Regions from separate parts of the Oryctolagus cuniculus genome. Here region 1 is linked to region 2. A link is a contact called in public Hi-C data. All regions are on one chromosome and are shown on one strand. Each heading gives the region's core, a stretch centred on a gene start, on an enhancer-like site or on the middle of the called end of the contact. The rest is flanking DNA. Distances are from core to core; before and after follow the strand shown. Region 1 has its middle 57 kb from the start of CAST. Region 2 holds the start of SKIC3 (SKI3 subunit of superkiller complex).

Region 1 (5,682 bases), core at 776-3,275, 1.1 Mb before region 2:
CCATATGGGATGCTGGTACTCCAGGCTGGGGCTTTAACCCGCTGTGGCACAGCGCCGGCCCTAGGAAAGTTGAAGTTTGCTCACAAACGGTATAGAGGATCTGGGTTTGGAAGGGGAGGTCTACTCTCAACTCTGATCCAGTGCCATCTGTGTTTGCAGACGCCTCAGTGGGGCCTTTAGATAAGAACCCTGGAATAATGACTCAAAGCAAACTTCTGCTCTGGGTACATCTATAAAACACTACCTTCAAAAAGCCAAGACAACGCAATAGGAAGCATTCACCAAAAAGCCAAAGTGGAATTCCGGGTCCCTGGAAGTCCATGCACACAGAATCCAGATGTAGAAATCCAGCCAGTCCTCCCCAGTCCCCACGGCGTGCCCCTCACTCTGACTTCACAAGCATGGAAACAGGTCCCAGGAGGCAGACTCTCGGCCACCTGCTGCCCGCCGGGTACCCGGGGACTGGTGCACCGCCGGGCACGTCGCCGATGTCCAGTAAATGCCTGCTGGATGATCACGCCTCCGGATCCCAACGCCAGGCTCCCCACTCCGCAGGATCTGAGCACAACACCTCCGCTTCTGCCAACACCAGACGCTCAGAGAGACTCTTGACTTTTAACTCAAAGGGACATCCATAGGAACGCTCTCTGCGTAGTAACACCTCTCTATACTTTTCGGGAACGCAATCGAATGGGACACCTTGCTTCCTGCTTTCAAAGCATGACAAGTGCCGGCTTGACCCGATATCGTGCCTAATTGGTAGGACGTGACACCAAAGGCGCGTGTGTGTCCCCCATGCAGTCCAGCAAGGCGCAGAGCGGGACCCCGTCCCCTCCCTCTCAGCACCAGTCTCCACGCCCTGCCTACTGCTCCTGGCTTCCTACGCGCCCCCATCCGGCGGCCTCCCTCCCTCGGCGTTCGAGAAGACGCACGGAACCGCCTATCCTCGCCAAGTTCTGAGCGTCCCTGAGAGATTAAAAAGAGACCTTGCGCGCGAGCTGCAGCGTCCCGCGGCCGCGTTCACCCAGGACCCCGCCGCCGGGGCCGGGATTCCACCAGCAACAGTGACCGCTCCACTGCACAGGAGAGCGCAGCAGCCCGCAGGAGGGAGCCTCGGCCGCAGATCCGCACCTGGTCCCCACCCCGGCCGCGTCCGCAGCACGGAAGGCTCCAGGCAGAGCGAGCACACACTCCCTCCCCGGTCCTGCCCAGGCACGCGCGCCTACTTACCGTCTGGTACCACCAGCTCGCGAACGCCATGGCTGCAACCGGCAGGGTCCGAGCGGCGCGACGGGGAAGCCCGGGAAGGCGAGGGGTGCGCTGCTGGGCGCCCGGCTGACACTGTGCCTGGCGCGGGTGCGGCTGGAGCTGGACTCCACCAGCTCCCCAGAGCGCCAGGTGGGCGGCACCTAGGGGCGGGGCCGGTGGGGTCCCCGCCCCTACACAGAGCCTCACCCCTGGCCTCAGCCCCGCCTCCGGTGTCGTTTCTCCGGGCAGCCGCGCCCTGCGGCCCTACTGCGCACCGAAGACAAGAGCCCGAGCTCAGCGCCGCGACCCCACTCTGGGGACCCCGATAAACTTCATTCCCGCTCTGTGCCCACCCTCCCGTCACTCCAGTCTCTCCAGCCAACTTTTCTCCATGCGCCCCTACCCCTCTACACCCGGCCTGCGCCACGCCCAGCGCACTTGGCCCCTGCCCGCGAAGGCCCAACCATCTCCGGCCACCTGCCCTGCGGCGGCCGCCGAGCCCGCCGGAGCCCCTTCCCGGCCCGCAGCCGGGCCCACCCGGGAGGACAGGCCCGGCGGGGGCCCAGGCGGGAGCCCCAGGTCAGGGGGTTCCCCCGGTCGCCAGCGTCACTCACCTCCTGGGTGTGCCTGGCCGCGGCGCGCCGGGGCCGCGGGGAAGCAGCGGGCTTCTGGCCCGGCTGGGACATGGCGAGGCTGCGGCGCTGCCTCCGGGAAGGCGCGGCAGAGACTGTATCAGAGTCCGGGCGGGCGGCCGAGGGCAGGGCGCGCGGCCGAGGGTGCGGCGGGCGCGGCCGTGAGGCAGCTTTTCCGACCCAGCCCTGCGCCCGCGCCGGGCCCCCCTCTCCCTATAGGGCCCTCCCCTTCCTGCGCGGTGCGGGCAGCGGCTCCCGCTGCAGCTGTCCCCTGGCTCTCGGCCCTAGACGCTCAGCCCGGGTCCTCGCTTGGGAGCCTCCGGGACCCGCGGGTCTGGAGAAGGGCGCTGAGGGGGCTGTAGGGTTCCCCCACCGCGCCGGGGCTGCCGCGCACTGGTGCAACTGGACGGCGGCCCGGGCGTGGCCCGTGCGCGCCGGGGAATCTGGCGGATTCGGCCCCTTTCCTGCAATCTGCCCTGGTTTACCAAATGTCGCCGGCCAGGGCCTGGGCCGCCCCGATAAGGAAGCAGAACACACAGCAAGCGGGTCTGTGGGTGCGAGCGCCTGTCTGTGACTTCGGCATTCTTTGGCAATTAGGAGAGTTGCATGACGTTTTTGGGGAGGAGGCCGTGGGTTCCGATCCAAGCCTCCCCCCCCCCCCCCCCAGCCTTTCTGGAGTCGGGCGGGTTTTGTTTCTGGGGCTGGATTGCTTTTGCCTTGGGCCCATCTTAAAAAGCACTTCCTGGTTTGGGGCTGGAAGTGAAACGTAACAAACCCTCATCCGCAGAAGCGGTGAACCGACGCCCTGACCCGGGACTTCGGAATGGCGTGGTCATCTGGGGCCTTAGGGAGGCTCCAGCCCGAGGTGCTGTGTTGTGACAGGTGCACTGGGAGAAGCCAGATCAGAGAGACAGATTTGTCCTGCTGCTTGCAGGGAGCAGGCAGAGCGGAGTTGTGACTTCCCCTTTGCACTCTCCCGCCTGGTTGTAGGGATTCTGACTCTATCTCCTTAAGGGATAGACGAACAGCATTCTTAACTTGGTGCTGGAGGGGATTTTAATGCATTTCCCCTGTAAGCATTCTGCTTAGGTTAAGTGTCTAGCCGTTGAACAACAGGCTGCAATACGGGAGTTTATGCTTTCAATGAAACAGCTTGGATGCGGGAACTACGGCTGTCCACCGACGGTGAATGGATTGGTGGCATCAATTACATGGAGGGGAGGGGGAGATGTCATGAGCCTGCAAAAACTGTACTTATGATTGTGACCAAACCATGACAGTAAAGTGAACAAACATAAAACCCACAGGGGTGAGGTCGCAGCACCTCCTTTGCCCCAGCAACTGCAGCTAGTTTCTTCCTAGGGAGCCCAGACACCCTAGCCGAGCAAGCTGATTGTTCTAACTCTGGAAGACTGGTCCCATGAACTTGGAGGCATTTAGTAGGAATTGGGGCTGGCTCTGTGGCATATAGGGTTAAGCCTTGGTCTGCAGCAGCGGCATCCCATATGAGCCTCAGTTCAAGTCTCGGCTGTTCCACTGCCAATCCAGCTCCCTGCTATGCACCTGGGAAAGCAGTGGAAGATGGTGGCCCAAGTCCCTGGGCCCTTGCACCCATGTGAGAGACCTGGAAGAAGCTCCTGGCTCCTGGCTTCAGACTGGCCCAGCCCTAGCCATTGTGGCCATAAGGGAAGTAAACCATCGGATGGAAGACCTCTCTCTCTCTCTCTCTGCCTCTGCCTCTGCCTCTGCCTTTCCTTCTCTCTAACTCTGCCTTTCAGATAAATAAATAAATCTTTAAGTTTATTATTAGCCTAATACTCTCTGCCTGAAATCCTTACAAGAAGAAAAGATTATGGAAAGGTGTTTTGTCATACTGATTAAGATATTGGGTGGAAGGCCTACATCCCATAATTGAGCACATGGGTCTGAATCCTGGCTCTTCTCCCAATTCCAACTTCCTGCTTTTATGCACCATGGGAGGCAGAGTAACAGACAGAGAGAGGGAAAGACAGAGAGAGAGGTCTTCCATCCACTGGTTCACTCCCCAAATAGCCACAACCGCCAGAGCTGGGCCTATCTGAAGCCAGGAGCCAGAAGTTTCTTCCAGGTCTCTCACATGAGTGCAAGGGCCCAAGCACTTGGGCCATCTTCCACTGCTTTCCTAGGACACATTAGCAGGAAGCTGGATCAGAAGTAGAGCAGCGCCCATATGGGATGTCAGTGTCGCAGGTGGAGGCTTAACCTACTGTGCCACAGTGCCAGCCCCAAATAAATAAATCTTTAAAAAAAAAGTGTGAGGAATTTTCCAACAGGGTATTTAAAAATTTAAACCAGTTAGTTTTGGGGGCCCAAGTTGTGGTGCAGCAACTAAGCTACATCTTAGGACACTAGCATGCCATAAATGGAGCACCAGTTCAAGTCCTGGCTGCTCAGCTTCTGATCCAACTCCCTGCTATTACACCTGGGAGAGATGCGGAGGATGGCCCAAGTACTTGGGCTCCTGCACCCACAGGGGAGACTGGAGTGGATAGAGTTCCTGCTCCTGGCTTTGGCCTGGTCCAATCCCAGCCATTGTAGCCATCTGGGGAATGGACTAGTGTATCAAGGATCTCTCTCTCTCTCTCTCTCTCTCTGTGTGTGTGTGTAACTCTGCCTTTCAAATAAATAAATCTTAAAATAACCGCATAGTTTTACTTCCTTGAGAGTCTTCTACCTAAAGCTCCATGAAAGTATGGTAGAGACTGAAAATATACATTCTTTATTTCCATGGACTCACAGGTTAGCTAAGTCACACTGGCACTGGGAACACATGATAGGGTGGGTGACACCAAAGCACACAGCGTGTGGACAAGTACAGAGGGCTCTGGAATTTGGGGGTCCTGTTGACCACAGGCTGGGAAAGGGGGTTTGAGCAGGCCGGCTTCCCGGGATGCACTGCTTCCTCTTGCCTTGTTTGGCCTGAGCGAGGGGAAGCTCCCTCCTGGTCATCCTCACATTGTATGTTTGCATCATCCTCGCTGCTTCTACACTTGTTCAGCATTGCATTTCATCAGGAAATGTGTCCAACGACAAGAGCAAAGAGAGGCCTCCAGGGGCCAGTCGGCCTGGAAAAGGAGCCTGCAGACAAGTGGGTGCCCAGATGGAGGGAGGGGAAGGGTGTTCCGAAGGAAAGGATCAACCACAATATGGGCCATATAAGCATAAAAAATGTTGCCCAAAGGTTGCCGAGGCGGGGTAGACAGGGTGTCCTTTTGCTCTGCCAGTGGACAGTTTCTTTGGTAAATCACAGCAGAGAAAACTGGGAAGAGGTGGAGTTTTTTCTGGGTACCCCAGTCTGGGGCATCCCCTCCTCTTGGGGTGGTGTTTTCTTCCTCACCAACACACACCCCAAGAGCAGAAGCCACCCCAGAAAAGCTGGACCTTGGGGCTGACGTTCTGTGCCCCAGTCTCATTGAAACTTGCAAAGCCATCTGCTCTCAGCCAAGTCTGCTTCACTCCATGTGAACTGCTACTTTAAAAAAATATTTATTTATTTGAAAGGCAGAGTTACAGAGAGAGAGGGCGAGACAGAGAGGTCTTCCATCCACTGGTTCACTCCCCAGATGGCCACAATGGCAGAAGCTGAGCCGTTCCAAAACCGGGAGCCAAGAGCTTCTTCCAGGTCTCCAATGTGAGTGCGGGGGCCCAAGCCCTTAAGCCATCTTCCACTGCTTTCCTAGGCCATTAGCAAGGAGCTGGATTGGAAGCGGAGCATCCGGGACTCGAACTGGCACCCATATGGGATGCCGGCACTGCAGGTGGA
Region 2 (5,685 bases), core at 2,190-4,689:
TCCTTCAGATAGATGTTCCCCTTAGATGTTCCTGGTGCATGTTGTCTCTCTCCTCCTTTATAGTCCTCTTCCACCAATCCCAACTCTGCTACCCACACGCCGAGTACGCTGCTCTCCTCCAATCAGGAGCAGGTCCCACAGTTTATTGGTTGAACTGGAGGCAGCTGTGTAGAAGCTGTTTCCTCCTCTCCCAGCGCCATATTGTGGGAGAGCAGATGCATAGAATAAGTCTTAATTCCAGTAACTTAGTCTAGTCCGAGTTGCTCCCAGTTGCTCCCCACAGGTCCCTGGCATAGTAGGCTAAGCGTCCACCTGCATACTGGCATCCTCATATGGGCTCTGGTTTGTGTCCCAGCTGCTCCTCTTCTGATCCAGCATCTCTGCTGTGGCCTGGGAAAGCAGCAGAAGATGGCCCAAGTCCTTGGGCCCGTGCACCCATGTGGGAGACCCAGAAGAAGCTCCTGGCTCCTGGCTTTGGATCAGCTCAGCTCAGGCTGTTGCAGCCATTTGGGGTCTGAATCAGCAGATGGAAGAACTTTCTGTTTCTCCCTCTCTCTGTCAGTAACTCTACCTCTCAAATAAATAAATAAAAAACTTTACCAAAAAACCTCAGTATTTTGACTATGTAGTTGAAAATACCTAAGTCAAAAACTGCAAAGAAACTAAGTGGCACTCAGAACTATCATTATTGTAGTTATATTGCCATTTTATTTTCATATTCGTAATACATACATACATGCAATACATACAAGTAGAGATACGTTTAGATGAAGCAAAAGGAATTGTATTAATGTATTCAGGAATTAAAATATTTGTTATGAAGCAAAAAGAGATATAAGCATAAAAAAAAAAGAATAAGTAACCTGTAATCTTAGGGTGGAAATGGAATTATCAGTAGATCTATTTTTCTCCTCTAAAGCATGTATGCTTTCTAAGTATGCCCACTGGAAGGATCTAGAAGCAAGAAAAACCCTGATTTGCAGAATGGGGTTTCTAAATACCAGGTGAGATAGGAAGTATGCAAGGTGGACACAGAACTCTGCTGAAGCAAGCTGCTGGCTACTACTGGGGAGGGGTCACAATGGGGAGCAACCCGAGGGGCTTCTACCAGCCAAAGATGCACAGTCTGAATCTCAACAAGTAGTGAATACAAAAGCTTTAAACACAAACGTACAAGAAATGTATGCATTCATACAACTCTAAAAAAATTAACAAACCTAAACATCTCGGTTTTCTTTGGAAATTGCTAGGAGGTTGTGATGTACCACCCATATTCCTCTTGGGAATGAAGGAGTCTGCCTTGCCAGATCATGCCGCGTTCTGAGCAAGCTCGCAACTGGCTGCTCGGCTCACCCCAGCTGGAAACAGCTGTGTCGGCTCACGCTGGCTGCAGACCTGCCCATAAGGAATACACTGAAAACAACTTAACTTCCGCACAACGAGGCTCATTTCACTTCCCTTCTAGTTCAAGGGCACTCCCTATCTTGTTAATTTCCAGCATTGCTCATTCTCCACATTTAGATAATCACAAAATTACTTAAGTAATATTTTCAACAAATCTGATGGGTAAATCCAGACTACGTAACTTTAATCAAGAGACAGGTGATCCAGCATAGGGATTAAAACCCCTCTCCACGGGGCAGGCATTTGGTACAGTGGCTAAGGCTCTGTTTGGGATGCCCCATCCCGTATCTGAGTGCCTAGGTGGGAGTCCCAGCTCTGCTTCCTGCCAGCTTCCTGTTAATGGGCACCCTGCGAGGCCTCAGGTGATGATGGTTCAAGCACTTGGAGCCTTGCTGCCATTTCAGGAGAACTGGCTCCAGTTCTAGGCTCCTGGCCCAGCTGTCCTGGGACTTTGCGGGAGTCAATCAGGAGATGGGAGACTCCCTCTGTCTGCCTTTCAATTAGATAAAAACAAACAAAAACCGACTTTTAGCGCAAGACATGGGTAACATCAACAACCTATGTAACCATGTAATTAAATATTATAATTAATAACCAACATTTATTAAAACACGGATAATACTGGGGCCGGCGCTGTGGCACAGCCGGTACAGCCGCCGCCTGCAGTGCTGCCATCCCATATGGGCACCGGTTTGAGTCCTGGCCGCTCCAGTTCTGATCCAGCTCTCTGCTATGGCCTAGGAAAGCAGTAGAAGATGGCCCAAGTGCTTGGGCTCCTGCACCCACGTGGGAAGACCGGGAGGAAGCTCCTGGCTTCTGATCAGCTCAGCTCTGGGCCGTGTTCTGGCCGTTGCGGTCATTTGGGGGGTGAACCAGCAGATGGAAGACCTCTCTCTGCCTCTGCCTCTCTGTAACTCTTTCAAATAAATAAATAAATGTTAAAAAAAAAAAAAAAAACATGGATAATACTAAAAGCATCAGGTAAGGTTGATATCACCATCTTTGGATTAGGGAAGTTCCAAAAACTGTTCAAGTTTGTGATTCCCCAAACTTGTGTGTACACACATTCAATTTCTCTGGAACACGACTGAACGGGTCCAATTCTATCAGCTAACTCGTTTAAAATCAGCACTAGTAGGATCATCAAATACCTGATCATAAAGTTAATTTCTTCAAACTGCAGGTGGTCTAACAAATGACTTTTGGAATGCTGGCCACATTTTAGGGAGATGTTCAATGTTATATTCTCCATAGGGGCAACAAATGGGGGGTTTGCACGTTCATTAGGTAGTAGTAAAATAATTTACTGTGTCGAGCATAGCATTGAAAAACAATCTGCGAAGATGGTACCCGGGTGTGTCTTATATGTATGCAAACACACGGCGGTACTTCAAAAAGTTCGCGGAAAGCGAGATAAAAAGGAAGTTTAGTTTTGGTGCAAAAAATTGTCCAACTCCAACGAGTCCACGGAAAATACATGTTGTGAAGAAACTAGGCATGGACGTTCTCTGCACCCGAATCAACTTAGCTTTCCGTTCCTTCTCGCGAGCGGGTAGTGCACGCGCGTGACCCGGGGTCTCAAGCTACTGCGTGCTTTGCAGCGCGGTGACCGCGTCCGCGGGCTCCTCCGACCTGCTGGCGCCCCTCGCCCTCCCGGTACTCACGAACGAGTCGCTCACGACCACCACCACGTTAGGGGCTCCGACCGCTCCCCGCCTCCGCCCACCTGCCCCGGGGGCCGGAGCAGCCAGCGCCGACGCTACCACCGCCGACACCCACAGCAGCAGCATCGCGCCGAGCGCCGGCCGCCAGCCCTCTCTCTATGGAATTCCGGACGAATTCAGAATGAGGAGGGCAGGGAGGACCACCAACTCTTCTCAGAGTCTGGCGTCCACACACAGCTCGGCGGCCGCCGCAGAACCACAACTCCCGTCAGGCTTAGAGCGTGCACGTACGTAAGGGAGGACTCCCCGCCGCCGCCGATCGGGTGCGTAAGGCCTTTTCATCAAATACCGAGCGAACTACATCCACCCCACCCACTTCCAGTCATGTGAACAGGGCCTGGGAGATGCGCATGCGCTCTCCTCCCCACCCCACCTCCCGCCCCCGGTCCCGGCGTTTGTAGAACAGCTGTATCTGTCCCAGGTGAGTTCGGGTCTTCGTCGCTTTTGCAGAGGTTGGAGCCTGTAAGTGGTTGGAGTGATGCTGAGAGGAGGGCCGGCAGGCTGGGGCTGCTGGGTTCGCGCCGAGCGAGCGTGGCAGCGTGGCGAGAGCGTGAACTGGGCGATGCTGAGGTGGCGGCGGGGGGCTGTCACTGAAGTTGGGCGGGGCGGATCCCTGCGCGGCCTCTGGCTGCACCGCCGCAGGTGCGATGTGGCTGTTCCGAGGCCCTTCAGTCTCATCTTGTTGCCTGCCTTTGCCCGGGCGGTGGGGGTTTCTTGCGCCCTCGCGGGGCGAGGGGCGGGTTCCCGGCCGAGTGGAGCCTGGGGCGGGGGTGCCTGGCCTCGGGCGAGCTACGGAATAGGACGGAACGGGATGTCGGAGGAACGCGGTGTTGGCCTTGTGACGTGTTCGGGTCAGAACACCCCGTTTGGCCGCAGAACAGTCGCTGCTCCCTCTTGAGTGTAGAACGCCTTTGGAGGGTTCCAGAAGAAGGTGGCTGACCTGGAGCCAAAGTCATATTTCATTATCATGGCTTCAGGTATGCAGTTTGCACATCACATTAGCCCTTGTGCTGTTCTGATAGGAGAAGGAGCAGTTGCACCATTTAGAACACACAGAATCAACTCAGTGCTGGTAACTGCCAGTTTGGGTTTTCTGTTTGTTTTGCATGAAATAATTTTAGGGGCGGTCATTTGGCCTAGTGGTTAGGAGATACCGCTTGGGACACTTGCAAGCCATGTGGAAGTGCTCGGGTTTAAGTCTCGGCTCCACTTCGCATTCCAGCGCCCTTCTAATGTGCACCCTCAGAGGCGCCGGGTGAAAGTTGGAGTACGTGGGTCCCTGGCACGCGCGTGGGAGACCCGGATGGAGTTCTCAGCTCTCACTTCAGCCCGGCGGAGCCCCAGCTGTTGCAGACTTTTGGGGAATGAACAGCACATGGGCGATCTCTCCTCTTTCTGCCTCTGCTTTTCAAAGAAATTTTTAAAAATTGCAACAAGGGACAGACCTTATTTAACATTCACAAGCCGTTTATACTAAGCATTTACTGAGTGTCTGCTGTATACCAGCCACTTCAGGGATGTAGATGTTCAATTGGGTCAATATTGCTGCTGGCTATTTAAATTACTGATGGTATGTTGTGGGGAGCAACTCGGACTAGACTAAGTTACTGGAATTAAGACTTATTCTATACATCTGCTCTCCCACAATATGGCACTGAGAAGGGAGTAACAACTTCTACACAGCTGCCTCCAGTTCAACCAATAAACTGTAGGACCTGCTCCTGATTGGAGGAGAGCAGCGTACTCAGCGTGTGGGCAGCCGAGTTGGGATTGGCAGAGGAGGACTATAAAGGAGGAGAGAGACAACATGCACCAGGAACATCTAAGAGGAACATCTAAGGGGAACATCTATCTGAAGGAACACCTGTGCAGCCCCCGAGAGAGCCGGCCGGTGGTGTGCCGCTCCCCCGCGGAAGTGGGGAAAGTGGCCAGGGGGAACCGCCCTTCCACGGAGGTGGAAGGGACGGTAGCCAACCCGGGAAGAACCAGCAGCAAACCCGGGGAGGGCCGAGCAGACAAAAGAACAGCGCAGGGTCCTGTGTCGTTCCTCCACGAAGAGGGGGAGCGACATAATGGTGCCGTGACTCGGATATGAAGCCTAGGCAGGGTTTAGTGTCGTTCCTCCATGAAGAGGGGGAGCGACAGCATGTTATAAAATATTTTTTTATTTATTTGAAAGGCAGAGTTACAGAGGTAGAAGGACAGAGAGACAGGGAGAGAGGAAGAGAGAGAGAGAGATCTCCATCTTATGGTTCACTCCCCAAATGGCTGCAATGGCCAGAGCTAGTCCAATCCAAAGCCAGGACCCTGGAGCTTCTTCCAGGTCTCCCACATGGGTGCAGGGGCCCAAGCACTTGGACCATCTTCTGCTTTCCCAGGCCACAGCAGAGAGCTGAATTGGAAGTGGAGCAGCCAGGACTCGAGCTGGTGCTCATATGGGATGCCAGCATGCAGGTGGTAGCTTTACCCGCTATGCCACAGCGCCAGGCTCCTGATGACATTTTTAATATTTAAAAACTTTGTGTTTTCATTAGTTTATAAACTAATATAGTTGTGT

Evidence for each region. A called contact is a pair of places that touch in the nucleus more often than the background predicts.
Region 1: a Hi-C map of an unstated tissue shows a contact between it and region 2, with 10 times the contacts expected there. The contact joins the enhancer-like site here to the promoter of SKIC3 in region 2. A contact is called at or near these places in 2 of 6 Hi-C or Micro-C datasets (psoas muscle and an unstated tissue).

What each region holds. Positions count from the first base shown.
Region 1 is chr14:19,303,509-19,309,190 of mOryCun1.1, reverse strand. No RefSeq gene overlaps it. Among named protein-coding and RNA genes, the nearest start is that of CAST, 57 kb to the left of the region's middle. Within about 2 kb of position 2,025, at least 7 of the 8 cell types and tissues checked have an H3K27ac peak or open chromatin away from gene starts, as enhancers often do.
Region 2 is chr14:18,160,926-18,166,610 of mOryCun1.1, reverse strand. It overlaps SKIC3 (SKI3 subunit of superkiller complex), which reads left to right and starts at 3,439. Exons shown (of 42, transcript XM_008261957.4): 1 at 3,439-3,549. It overlaps ARSK (arylsulfatase family member K), which reads right to left and starts at 3,340. Exons shown (of 7, transcript XM_070056478.1): 1 at 3,069-3,340. The coding sequence starts at 3,194.